4 separate regions of the Rattus norvegicus genome follow, and all the other regions are linked to region 2. The links are chromatin contacts, called in public Hi-C maps. All regions are on one chromosome and are shown on one strand. The core of a region is the stretch at or near the end of the contact, and the rest is flanking DNA. Distances in the headings are between cores, read along the strand shown.

Region 1 (2,981 bases), core at 75-2,574, 680 kb before region 2:
GATCCCTTACTTAAGGACCTCCCTATCAGTCTTCAAATTAATGACAGCAAATTGTATGCGTCAAGACTAAAGTTGAAGCTGACGCACCCAGACTCCACAATTCTCCAAAGAAGAGGATTCCATGCACAGCTACAAGAACATATTAGCAATTCATACAGAACGGGTAGAACAAAGACCTCAAACGCTCAAGCTCTCTTGACTATTTAACCTGCAACATTAATTTATTTTGCAGTGTTTATACATTTTCCATAGACATGGTGATTTTAAATGCATAATACAACTTGGATATCTAGTTTCGTAAGAAAGAGAAGCTCAAAAGAGTTGATGAAGGTTTCATTACAGTCTGAATGGTGCCAAGATATCTCCCTCCAAGGGTGCTGCTGCATTAGCCAAAGGCTCATGCTTTCTTGTGTATCGCATGTTCTGGTACTCCCAAGCACATAACTATTAGCTCAGCTCCATACCCTGTCATAAACACCTCACCCCTGGTGGGTACAGGCCTCTAAGACCATGGAAGAAGGGGCTACATTTGTTCAAAATACTTAAAATTAGAACAGTAATAAGCTGGGGTGGTCCATCTGGATTGTCAACTTGGTGGGATCCTGGTGACACATCGCTAGGCATGTCTGTGAACAGTTCATAGGTCAGAATTAATTGAGATGGAAATGCTTACATCTTGGTGGTACCATCTCATCTCATGATCTAGAATGAGTAATAAGAAGCGAGGGATCTCTACTTCTGACTACAAGTAGTGTACTCAGTTCCCTCAAACACTTGCTTCAATGAGCTGCTTCCTATTCTAGACAGAACTCTTAAACTATCAGCCCAAATCAAACCTTGCTTTCTTAATTTGCTTTGGCCTGGTGTCTTGTCACAGCAATTTGTAAAGTTACTAACAGGGCTCCCTTGTCCTGGGAAAACAAACAGAGCATCGACCACAGGTGATAAGTGACTCACATTAGGGGTGGGAGATCAATTTGGTTATGAAATCGAAGTTACATGGCAAAGAGGAAAAAGCTCAGGAGTAGTGGTATGGGAAAGACAGTGAATAAAAGGAATTTCTAGGCAGCCATATTGAATTTAGTTTATGCATGAGGCTGGCTTGAGTGAGAACCACAGGAAGGCCTTGTTTCTACTTCTTTGTGAGATGTCTGTGTCATTAGACCCAGTGTAGGTAGGAGAGGGCTGCTGTGTCTTTGTTTTGTCTTCACATATGCTGCTCATAAAACTGTTAATTAGAACTGTCTTAAGGCTCACGGTCATGGGGAGTTCTGGGGAAATCCACAGTGCAACTTGTTGCAAGGGTTGGATAAAGAATGTGTGTGGTTACTCCTGAGTCTGGGCCAGGCATTTCTATGACTAAGAATGAGAAAGGAACGTGCCATCTGAAGCTATAATGACTTAAAGAAAAGTCTTAGCCACACTATTCTTCCCTTCCACTCTACTTCTTAAAGAAGTGATGTCTCTTGTTCACACTGGCCACCTTGATACTTTGAATATGGAATAATTACAGAACAGGCAGGTAGGTAAATGCAGCCTACTCTTTCACATCTCTTCCATGAGTTTTCCTATGAACATTTCCATGACTTTTCTTTTCTCAGAGGACTCACTTCCTTCCTTTTAGAAAAAGAAAACAGAGATGACAATAAAAGGGGAAATGCTGTCAAGTCACATAGCCTTTTCAGCTACCAAGGGCTAGCCTTTCATTTCTTTTCCTTTCTTGGTCTATAACAAGCTATTTTTTATTGGATATTTTATTTATTTGCATTTCAAATGTTATCCCCTTTCCCTGCTTCCCCTCTGGAAATCCCCTATCCCAGCCTCCCTCTCCCTGCTTCTATGAGGTTGCTTCCTGGAGGAATGGATACAGAAAATGTAGTATGTTTACACAATGGAGTACTACTCTGCAACTAAAAACAATGACTTCATGAAATTCTCAGGCAAATGAATGAAATTAGAAAATATCATCCTAAGTGAGGTAATCCTGCCACAACGTGCTAGCTTTTCAAGAACAGAAAGTCTATGTTTTGGTGGTGAAGCCTTTCCCTCCTATTCAATAGTATCCATCCCAGAGAATACTATGAAGTCAGATTTTTGCCCCAGAACTATTGGGAAGACCCATGAGAGAATGTCATTTCTCAGGTTCAGTGTCCCAGACAGTTACTAGAGGAATGAACCTTGAATAGAAAAGTCTAAACTCTCCAAATAACTTAAAAGGCAAAAAATCCCACTTGTGATTGAGACAAGAAGACATTTTGATGTTTGCATTCTTGGCTTAATATGATTCAGGATAAAATATCGTGTCTAAAACTGTACCAGGTGCAGATTAGCTACCTAGGGTGATTAGGTCTGGAAAATAAATTCATTTATATTCTTTCCCCAAGGAATTATCAATGAAGTAGGTACTGGAGAAAGAACAGATGCTGTCCAAAGAAATGGTTCTAAGTAAATCAGAAATGTATAAGTATTAGTAACCCTTATTTAATTAAAATGAATTTCAGAATGTTTTATTCAGGGATATGTCCCTTTTATGCTGAGGCCCTAAATGGCTTATATGTTGGAAGAAGAGCCTACTTGGAAATGCATACATTAATGCCTGTTTCTCTCAAGTGATTTTTAAAGCCGATTTCCCACAGTTTCAGGACAGGAAGAAGGAAAAGATGAGACAGGAAATACAAGTCCCGAATGACTTCTCTTCTGACCCACAAATGCACGGAGAGAATGAAAAGGCACAGATATTGCTCCAAAGTTAAGTCACCATTACCCAGCATTTTCCCTGACAGAAACTATAAAAGCTGTGGGTTACAGTTAATCTTCTTGAGGCCTAATCTACTGAGAACTATAGGTTTTATTTTCTTTGCTCATTCTGACTTTTATCACTTTTTTCTCTTTGGAACATACACTCAAGAAGCTTTGAAATAATCACTTTTCTCTGGGACCAGGAAATGTGCTCCATGAGTAAAGAGTTGAATCTATTCTTC
Region 2 (2,929 bases), core at 361-2,860:
TCAGAATTTCCAGTTCTCAAGAAATACAGCCTTTAAAAAAAGTCTGTGAGCTAGAAGGGAGAAAAAAAGAAACGAGAGGGGGGAGGGGCACTGGCACTTTATAGCAGGAAGTCTTCCATAGACATCGAGTTATGAAGAAACAACCGTATACAGAAGTCCTTATTCGGAGCGCTAAACTCGATTTCACCACTTAAAGAGAGAGATACACGCTCCAAGCAGCCTCATCCTGGGGTAGGAAAAATAACTCGCAAAGCAAGAGAGCTAGGACTGGATAGTGGCCCAGACCAGTGTTAGGGGTTTTATTTGCAAGTCAATGAGCCAAATGGGCGATCGGGCTCGTTGTGCTTCGTTCTGCAAGCAAGGTTATTATTATCACCGCCTATTGCTCCACTGAACAATTTCACTGAAAAGGAAGACTCCTGGCCGTGTGTGCGCGCACTGTACCATACAGGACGTGCTGCTACGTGCCCACTTCCAAAACGACTTTATTTACAAAGCGATTACCAAGCTATCTATCTGTTTTCCTTTTGCTGCAGCAGCAGCCTTACTCAGCCCTCGAATTTCTTAATTACAAACCCGTTTGCTTCTAAATCAACCCCAAACCGTCAGGCAGAGCCCGGAGGGAGGCTGTGCAAGTTTGCACACACCCCCACCTCCTGGATCAAGGGCAACAGCAGAAGCAAGTAACTGTGTATGTGCAAAAAGGTGGATCTGGGGACGAGGATCGCTGAGTTTGTTTACAGAGCAGGGACGCCTCAGCTCGGATGCCAAAGCTACCAAGAGCTGCAAACGCAAACTTAGCAGAAGCACACGTACTCCCGGAGCGTGGAGCAGGCCGGAAAGTGCGGAGTGGATCCCAGAACCGGGGAGTGGAGCCGCCCCGGCCTGTGAGCGCGCTCGGTCCACCTGCAGCCGCTGCCGCTCCCCGCCCCCAACCCCTGTCCTTGAAGAGTGGAGGTGCAGAGCGGGAGATGGGGAGTTAGGGGTGCGTCCACTAGAAGAAAACCCCTCAGTTAGGTTTACATGCTGCCTGTATCAAAAAGCACAAAGGCACGGCTCAGGAAAGCGCGCTCAGAGGACAGGACACGATCGGCCCAAGGGCTTTAAAAATCTAGCTCGGGAAAGCATAGCCATTCTTCTCAGGTTGGGGAGAGTTTGGCACCTAAGAAAACTCTGCTGGGCAGGGAGGCTGAGCGAACCCCTTTTTCCTGTAGAGGGCAGGGCAGATCACTGGGTAAGCCGGGTGAGCGAGCTGGGGGTGGGGAGATCTGGCCAGAAGGAGGCGGGGAGTGCTCCTTGCTCCTCTCCATTAGGTGCTTCCTTGCACAGGGTGGCCGGGAGGATTAGCTCGTTGTCCCGGAGGTGGCAGGCACAACCGCACATTTGGGGGCCAGAAAGACACCACAGTCCGGGGAACTGCTGGGCGGCGCCGAGGCGCGCAGCCGCTGCGCACGTGCAGCGCGGACTCGCGGACGCGGCGGAGGACCCGGTCCAGGGCGCTTGATGTTCCTGAATCCGTATGTTCGTGCTTGCCGCCGGGGAGGCTCTCGCTCCGCCCTTCCTGAGATCCTTATATTAACTGTGGCCAAAGCCCGGAGAAACACAGCTCATTGTTGGCAGCTGCCTGGCGGTCCTGAGGAGCGGCTAGGGCAGCGGAGGGAAAGAAAAGGGAACGGCTCGGAATTTGCTCCAGCGGCTGCTGCAAGACCTCGGCGCCAACCTCGCACCAGCGAGCGCCCCACAGCCCTTCGGCTGCCCCTCTATGTGCTGCTGAGCCGGTCCTGGACCCGACGAGCCCGCCTTCGGTGTTCCGAGCCGAAATCGCAAAGACGGAAGGTGAGCGCGGCGGGCGAAGCTTAGCCAGGGCTGCTGCCAGCCTAGTCCTCCGAGGGCAGGGCTGGCCCCGGGGACGAGCGTGAGGCGGAGCTGGGGAATAACAACAGGATGTGCAACCACAGGGTGAGGAGGGTTGATTGAATGCCTGAAGTTCGCGGCCCGGCTCCGGGGCACTTCCTTTATTAGGCCACTTCAGGGAACCCAGGGGGGTGTGGGCTCCGGTCCCCCCTCCTCTTTCCCCGGATCGCAGGGGAAGGGGCTGGTCGCTCAGCGCCAGGCTGTGCGGATCCGGCAGGCAGCAGGTCCGCCGAGGTAGCGAGCTCGGGTGCACGGGCTGCTGGTGGGTTCTCTCTTGGGGGGTGTAGGGGTCTGCAGCTTGACGTGCGCGCGGGTTCGGGAGGCTACAGAAGTGGGGTGCGCTCTGGTGGGCGACACGTGTGGCGCGGGTTTCAGCGTCTGCTCGTTTCGCTTTCAGGACTGGAAATGGCAGACCATATGATGGCCATGAACCACGGTCGCTTCCCCGACGGCACCAACGGGCTGCACCACCACCCTGCCCACCGCATGGGCATGGGGCAGTTCCCGAGCCCGCATCACCACCAGCAGCAGCAGCCCCAGCACGCCTTCAACGCCCTCATGGGCGAGCACATACACTACGGCGCGGGCAACATGAATGCCACGAGCGGCATCAGGCACGCCATGGGGCCGGGGACTGTGAACGGGGGGCACCCCCCGAGCGCTCTGGCCCCGGCCGCCAGGTTTAACAACTCCCAGTTCATGGGTCCCCCTGTGGCCAGCCAGGGAGGCTCCCTGCCGGCCAGCATGCAGCTGCAGAAGCTCAACAACCAGTATTTCAACCATCACCCCTACCCCCACAACCACTACATGCCGGATTTGCACCCCGCTGCAGGCCACCAGATGAACGGGACAAACCAGCACTTCCGAGATTGCAACCCCAAGCACAGTGGAGGCAGCAGCACCCCTGGCGGCGCGGGTGGCAGCGGCACCCCCGGCGGCTCCGGCGGCACCTCGGGCGGCGCGGGTGGCAGCAGCGCGGGCGGCAGTGGCGGTGGCAGCACCATGCCCGCCTCGG
Region 3 (2,953 bases), core at 245-2,744, 630 kb before region 2:
GTTGCACAGTAGAAGCAAAGCTATGACACTCCAGTCTGTGCTAAGGTGAGGCGCTATGCTTTGTGGACATTCTGAGCAAATCCGGGGACACTTAAACCAATAGTTTAATGGTGTCAACCATCGGCATTAGATTCAAATGCTGCAAACATGCTCTGTAGATTTCTCCCTCCACCCTAACCCTATGTGTCATAAATTCCAATACATTGGTGTCAAGCTGTGACAATGCACCCATTTATTAATATTTGAAGTCGTGTCTATTAGCTTCATAAGCAGAATTGCCCACTCGCTCCTTTTCAGATACTCACACGCCAACCACACGGTATTCACGTCTACCTAAGACCATCCATGCATCACCTCAGGGAGCCTTACATAAAGCAGCTTCTGGGAAGAAGGAAAAGGAGTAAAGAACAAATGGCAGAATCTGCTGATCTTGGATATAGGCCTCTCCACGGGAGATTCCAAATGTATCTTTGTTTATATTCTGAGGTCAGGGTTGTCATAGGGTACAGAACTAAGGAGAAAGGAATTTGTTGCCTTAATGAAATAAAATTTAATTAAGATATGAATGAAAGGGTAAGTGAAAATAAAAATTAAAAAAAAAATCTTGGTGTTTAGTGTACTCTAAAACAAATATTTACACATTCATATCTTTAACCATCATCTTTTTTTAAGATTTATTTATTTATTATATATGAGTACATTATAGCTGCCTTCAGACACACCAGAAGAGGGTATCAGATCTCATTACAGATGACTGTGAGCCACCATGTGGTTGCTGGGAATTGAACTCAGGACCTCTGGAAGAGCAGCCAGTGCTCTTAACCACTGAGTCATCTCTCCAGCCCACCATTGTCTTTTTTTTAAAAAGCCTGGTTTTAGTCCTAAATATACAGATTCTGATGAATCTACACAAGGTTTAAAATGAGAAATAACAGCTATGAAATACATGATTATAACCTCCAACTACCCCCACATTAAGCATTCATTAAAATTAACGCAGGGTTTTTCGTTTGGTTACTAAACACTTTACTTCTGTACTTGGAGGAGCATCCGGCATATAGTGCAATGTCAGTGGCTCAGAGTAAGGTTACTAGGACCCAGACCACTCTCTGCCCGTCCTAGCAATGCAGAACATGTAAATAAGTTGACACCTCTAACTTTTGTTTTTCTCTTGAGGTAGATTGTGCAGAAATAGTCTCTGCAATGATTGGTAAAAGGAAAACTACAGAGCCCATCCATAACACAGTTTGTTTTCCCTTGCCCTGTTCTTCATTAAAAGCTTCATATACATTTTATAACGAGACGGGCCACATTGAGAATTATTCAGCAAGCACATCAGTTTATGGTGGGAGTGCAGTCTACAGGCTCCCGGGTATGAAAGGGTTAAGTGGAACATTGTTTGGATTCCTAAGAGAAGGGGGAGGGAAAAGGAAAGCCGGATTTAATTGACTCACCGGAGCCAAAATACTCAGTGGTATTTCTCTTAGGCCCCAGTCAGTCCGGAAGTGGTTCATATGGAGTTTGTTGGGCTCTGTCTTCCTTGCACTGTGGTACAGTGAGCACCAGGGATGCTAGGAAGATACCAGAGCTTTCTGTGGTCCTATGGGAAAGTTCATTCCAGTGCCCCATGCTATGTTTTAAGGAAGCAAGCCTTTTTTACCATCAGAGTATGAGAAGAGCCCAGTTGTGTTCATGCTTGCATAGGCAAAGAATAAGACACTGACAGAATAACAACAGATCGATGCTTATTCTGTTCCAGTTCATAGTTGAAATATACAAATACTCTGATAATTATATGAAAGTAAGTTCTCTTTCTCTCTCTGTCCATCTCTGTCTGTCTCTCTCTCTCTCTCTCCCTGGTTGTCTCTCTCTCTCTCTCTCTCTCTCTCTCTCTCTCTCTCTCTCTCTCTCTCACACACACACACACACACACACACACACACACTCACACACTCACACATATTCTACATGCACCACATTTGCACCTGTTGCACAACATAAGGAAAGAAACCTAGGCTCCATCAAAACCCAGAGCGTCCCCATTCAGTCTGTTGTCACCATATGTTTAATGCAGAAAACTGGGTAAATATATATCAGAACTTTATTGCAGAACATTGAAAATCTGTCACACACTTATGCTTGTCAAATCTGTAGCACACACACAAACAAAAATATCCCCATTATTCTTTGGCCACTCTTTATTTCTCTCTTAGCTAGAAGAAGGCATGGGCCTTTATACATTGTTCTGCTTTAAACTTTTGACTATCTGTCATTTATCATTATTTGATAAATATTCAGTGACTGAATGGATAAAAGAGTATTGTCAATCTAAAGGGAAACTTCATGATTATAAATATATAAATCCAATGGAATTACAATACGGTAATTGCTATGCGTGGAGAATAGGTCAGATTAATGAGTAGGTGCATTTATTCTACATTACAAATTAAATTATCTGTTTCTTTTTTGTGGTGTTCTGTAATTACTTGTTAAGAAAAATTTTAGATTTGTGTTTATATGAACATGTAATGTGTTTTTATTATCTACCAGTCAAGAATATAGTAACTAGAGAGTGGTTCTCACTTTGGGTCATGACCCCCACAGGGGTCACATATCAACTATCCTGCATATCAAATATCTATATTATGATTCATAACAATAGCAGCTATATGGTAGAAATGAAATAATTTTATGATTTGAGGGTCACCACAACATGAGGAACAATATATCAAGGGATCACAGCATAAGGAAGGTTGAGAGACATTTACCTACAGTATTCCTTAAAGCAAGCTGTAAGGAATGCTGTTTCAACCCAGTTCCACTTTCACATAACTCACCCAGGCCTAAGGAGGCAAAGTATATTTTGTAAGTTAGTGTGGCATCCAGTTGAGAGTTGCTTATGTGAAAGACAAACAGATTGGTTGTATGTATATAGCTCTCTATACTAGAGTAA
Region 4 (2,960 bases), core at 73-2,572, 540 kb before region 2:
AGGATCCCACACAGGAGGGTTTAACTTAGTATGGCTTACTAATTAGGATGTCAGGAGTTGTGCCCTGACAGGATTGAGTTACCTGTTGATTCTAAACTAAGATTGTGTGGTGTATTCCTTCACAGGGCAACACAACTGAGTTCAAGAGAAAGGTAAGGGCACGTAGAATTTGGATGTGTGTTTATGGCGTGATAGCGACCTACCAAGGGAACTTCGAGAGTTGGGTGGAGACATTTTGAGAGCGCTGGGCCAGAGAGCCTGCCGAGTCTGACTGGGAATGTGAACTGAGTCCACAACAAGAGAGCCATGAAATTGGTGGCCTTTACATGGGGCTACCCATGGACGCAGCGAGATCCCTGAGGCCAGAGATTAGCTGGCCCAAGAGGGGGATGGGAAAATCTTTATCAATATTCCCTACTACACACTTGCTTCAAGAACCAATTCACATGAAATCATACTGATAACCATAATCCTTTTGGGAGCCATCATTAGTTTATTGAAGACCCATAACACCCACTTCATTATTATGATGGCACCGTGTGACATTTCTCTTCGTTTACATGTTTACATGTAAGGCACTACTTTTTTAGCTTTTAGCTTTTCATTTTGCTTTTAGGAGCAGAGATTGGCCTTTTACATGAAGTAGCATGTGACATAAACTCAATATCAATGGCACAATACCATTAACCTACGATCATTTGGGACTATGAAAAAACACACAAATGTGAAAAAGAATTAATCATAAATAATTCATGAAGTGGATCGCCAACAATTCCCTCAATGACCCATGAGCAGTCCCAACAATATTGGAAAGGTTTAATTTACACATGAGTAGATTAAGAATATTTAGTAGATGGCACTTAAACAGATATGTGTCTAAATGCTTTCTCAGGAACTCAGAGCAGTATAGCAACACAGAAGAATTTTATTCTACAGCACAATGAGACTTTAGGATTTTTATGGCCCTGTATTGGGCAAGGAAAAGCCAGTGGAGAGAAACTGAACAATAAATCCTTCCACATTGATATGTTGTGTTTTGGTAGGCAAGCAGTTTACATGGATTAATAAGCAAACTATTGCAGGTTCAAGGCTGATGAAGAAGATCATACCTCATTCCTGAACAGTGAGCCATGGGGGGGGGGGGGAAATACACCTAGGTTTATCTAACCATGAGGCAGTCAAATCAAAGAAAAGCTTGTTAATAGGTTTAGAAAAATTGACAAGTGAGGGATGCATTTTGGAAATGCTCCTTGTACTTTATCCCAACTCCATGATGTGACTAATGTTCCTCTTCCCAAAATCTGTTGCCTCACGTTAGAGAACATGAATAATTTCTCAATACTAAGGAACAGTAAACATCAGGAGAGCAGTCAGGAGGGAAAGGTGCTTTCTGCCATGCCTGACGATTTAGTCAATCCCCAGAGCCTGCATGATAGGAATTGAGAACTAACCCTTGCAGTTGTCCTCTTACACCTACGAGTCACACACACACACACACACACACACACACACACAAGCTTTAAAAAATAGTAAATGTTTATATCACAGTGAGTTTACCAATGGTAAACCTGTGGGTCACAACCCCCAAGAGGGGTTGCGTAACAGATAGCCTGAAAATCAGATTTTTACATTATGATTTATAACAGTAGCAAAAGCACAGTTATGACATAGCAATGAAATTATTTTATGAGTTGGGGTCACCACAACATGAGGAACTGTGTTAGAGGGTGACAACATGAGGATCTGTGTTAGAGGGTGGCAACATGAGGATCTGTGTTAGAAGGTGGCAAGATTAGGAAGGCTGAGAGCCACTGGTTTAAATACTTATATGGCACAATGTTGGTAACTATCCCACAAGTCTTTCATTTTAATAGCTCTGGCCTACTAAGGAGCCTAAATATTGACCATCACTGATTATCCCACTGAGTCCTACAAGGCTGTATCTAGTAGATTTTTCCCATTGGGACGTGAATACGCTACCTCCATAAATGATTCTGAAAATCAGTGTGAGTTGCTGAAGTTACACAAGTCCATTCCTAGGTGGGTACAGCCTTCAGGTAGTAAGAGAGTACGAGACACCCCACATAGAATTAAACCAAAGGTAGAAAGAGAATGGAGAAATACACAGACTTCCTTTCTGAAATGCCTCGGTGCTCAATGAACGACACACACATGAAAGGACATTCCTCCGTGCCAACTCTTCTCTCTCTCTAAGAACTGGTTTCAAAGTAAACTGTTTTCTCCCAGCTAATCAAGAGGCTGTGTCTCCAGCCATGCCTTGTTAATCCTGGTCTTTCCCTAACTGACCCTACTGACTCTTTTTAGCCAGTCCGCCTTAGGAACCAATTCATAATCATACACAAGAAATGGTTTTCAGGGGCCACGCTGCAAAAAAATAACACATCACACTGACCAGAATAAAATATCCTTTTCGTGTGAACAGTAGACATTTATAAATTAATGATTCAATTAAACTAGCAAATCAGCAAAAGTCATTTCTTTCTTTAACTAAAAGTTCATGCTGACCTTAGAATAACACCCATATGTTAAAAATCCATTAAATTCTTAGTTCTATCTTGTTGGTATGAACTTTATTATTATTTAATCACATATATTTAATTCATATTTAGATTATATTACGGCAACTGATCCATGTCCTTTCTGAAACAAAGAGGAACAAAAATAAACAAAGCTGGCTTCATAAAATTTAAATGAATCCATACTCAGCAAAGTACAATCATGTATGAAAGTAATGGGCTGGAAGATCACTACAATTACTTTCCTATATAGCCAGCAAAAGACCCTGAAAAAAAATTGAGCAGAACTTATACATTTTCAAGAGTCAATATACTCATATGGTCCTCCGTCTAAAAATTTCATATTTTTGTTCTATACTCTTCTGTATACATTTAGCACAATGTTATGCTCAATATGGGAGTTTGATTTTTTGATGGTTACAT

Evidence for each region. A called contact is a pair of places that touch in the nucleus more often than the background predicts.
Region 1: a Hi-C map of the Rat2 cell line shows a contact between it and region 2, with 15 times the contacts expected there. The contact joins the enhancer-like site here to the promoter of Cited2 in region 2. A contact is called at or near these places in 6 of 12 Hi-C or Micro-C datasets (the Rat2 cell line, hepatocytes, kidney and 2 more) and 1 of 1 datasets of contacts at active chromatin or transcription factors (oligodendrocytes).
Region 3: a Hi-C map of the A7r5 cell line shows a contact between it and region 2, with 4 times the contacts expected there. The contact joins the enhancer-like site here to the promoter of Cited2 in region 2. A contact is called at or near these places in 1 of 12 Hi-C or Micro-C datasets (the A7r5 cell line) and 1 of 1 datasets of contacts at active chromatin or transcription factors (oligodendrocytes).
Region 4: a contact with region 2 is called in a Hi-C map of hepatocytes, with 2.4 times the contacts expected there. The contact joins the enhancer-like site here to the promoter of Cited2 in region 2. A contact is called at or near these places in 2 of 12 Hi-C or Micro-C datasets (hepatocytes and liver) and 1 of 1 datasets of contacts at active chromatin or transcription factors (oligodendrocytes).

The regions. Positions count from the first base shown.
Region 1 is chr1:13,451,872-13,454,852 of GRCr8, forward strand. No RefSeq gene overlaps it. Among named protein-coding and RNA genes, the nearest start is that of Cited2, 680 kb to the right of the region's middle. Within about 2 kb of position 1,325, at least 2 of the 93 cell types and tissues checked have an H3K27ac peak or open chromatin away from gene starts, as enhancers often do.
Region 2 is chr1:14,130,693-14,133,621 of GRCr8, forward strand. It overlaps Cited2 (Cbp/p300-interacting transactivator, with Glu/Asp-rich carboxy-terminal domain, 2), which reads left to right and starts at 1,611. Exons shown (of 2, transcript NM_053698.3): 1 at 1,611-1,836; 2 at 2,312-2,929. The coding sequence starts at 2,320.
Region 3 is chr1:13,497,232-13,500,184 of GRCr8, forward strand. No RefSeq gene overlaps it. Among named protein-coding and RNA genes, the nearest start is that of Cited2, 630 kb to the right of the region's middle. Within about 2 kb of position 1,495, at least 2 of the 93 cell types and tissues checked have an H3K27ac peak or open chromatin away from gene starts, as enhancers often do. A contact at or near this core is called in the A7r5 cell line, where this site is marked.
Region 4 is chr1:13,586,854-13,589,813 of GRCr8, forward strand. No RefSeq gene overlaps it. Among named protein-coding and RNA genes, the nearest start is that of Cited2, 540 kb to the right of the region's middle. Within about 2 kb of position 1,323, at least 1 of the 93 cell types and tissues checked has an H3K27ac peak or open chromatin away from gene starts, as enhancers often do. A contact at or near this core is called in hepatocytes, where this site is marked.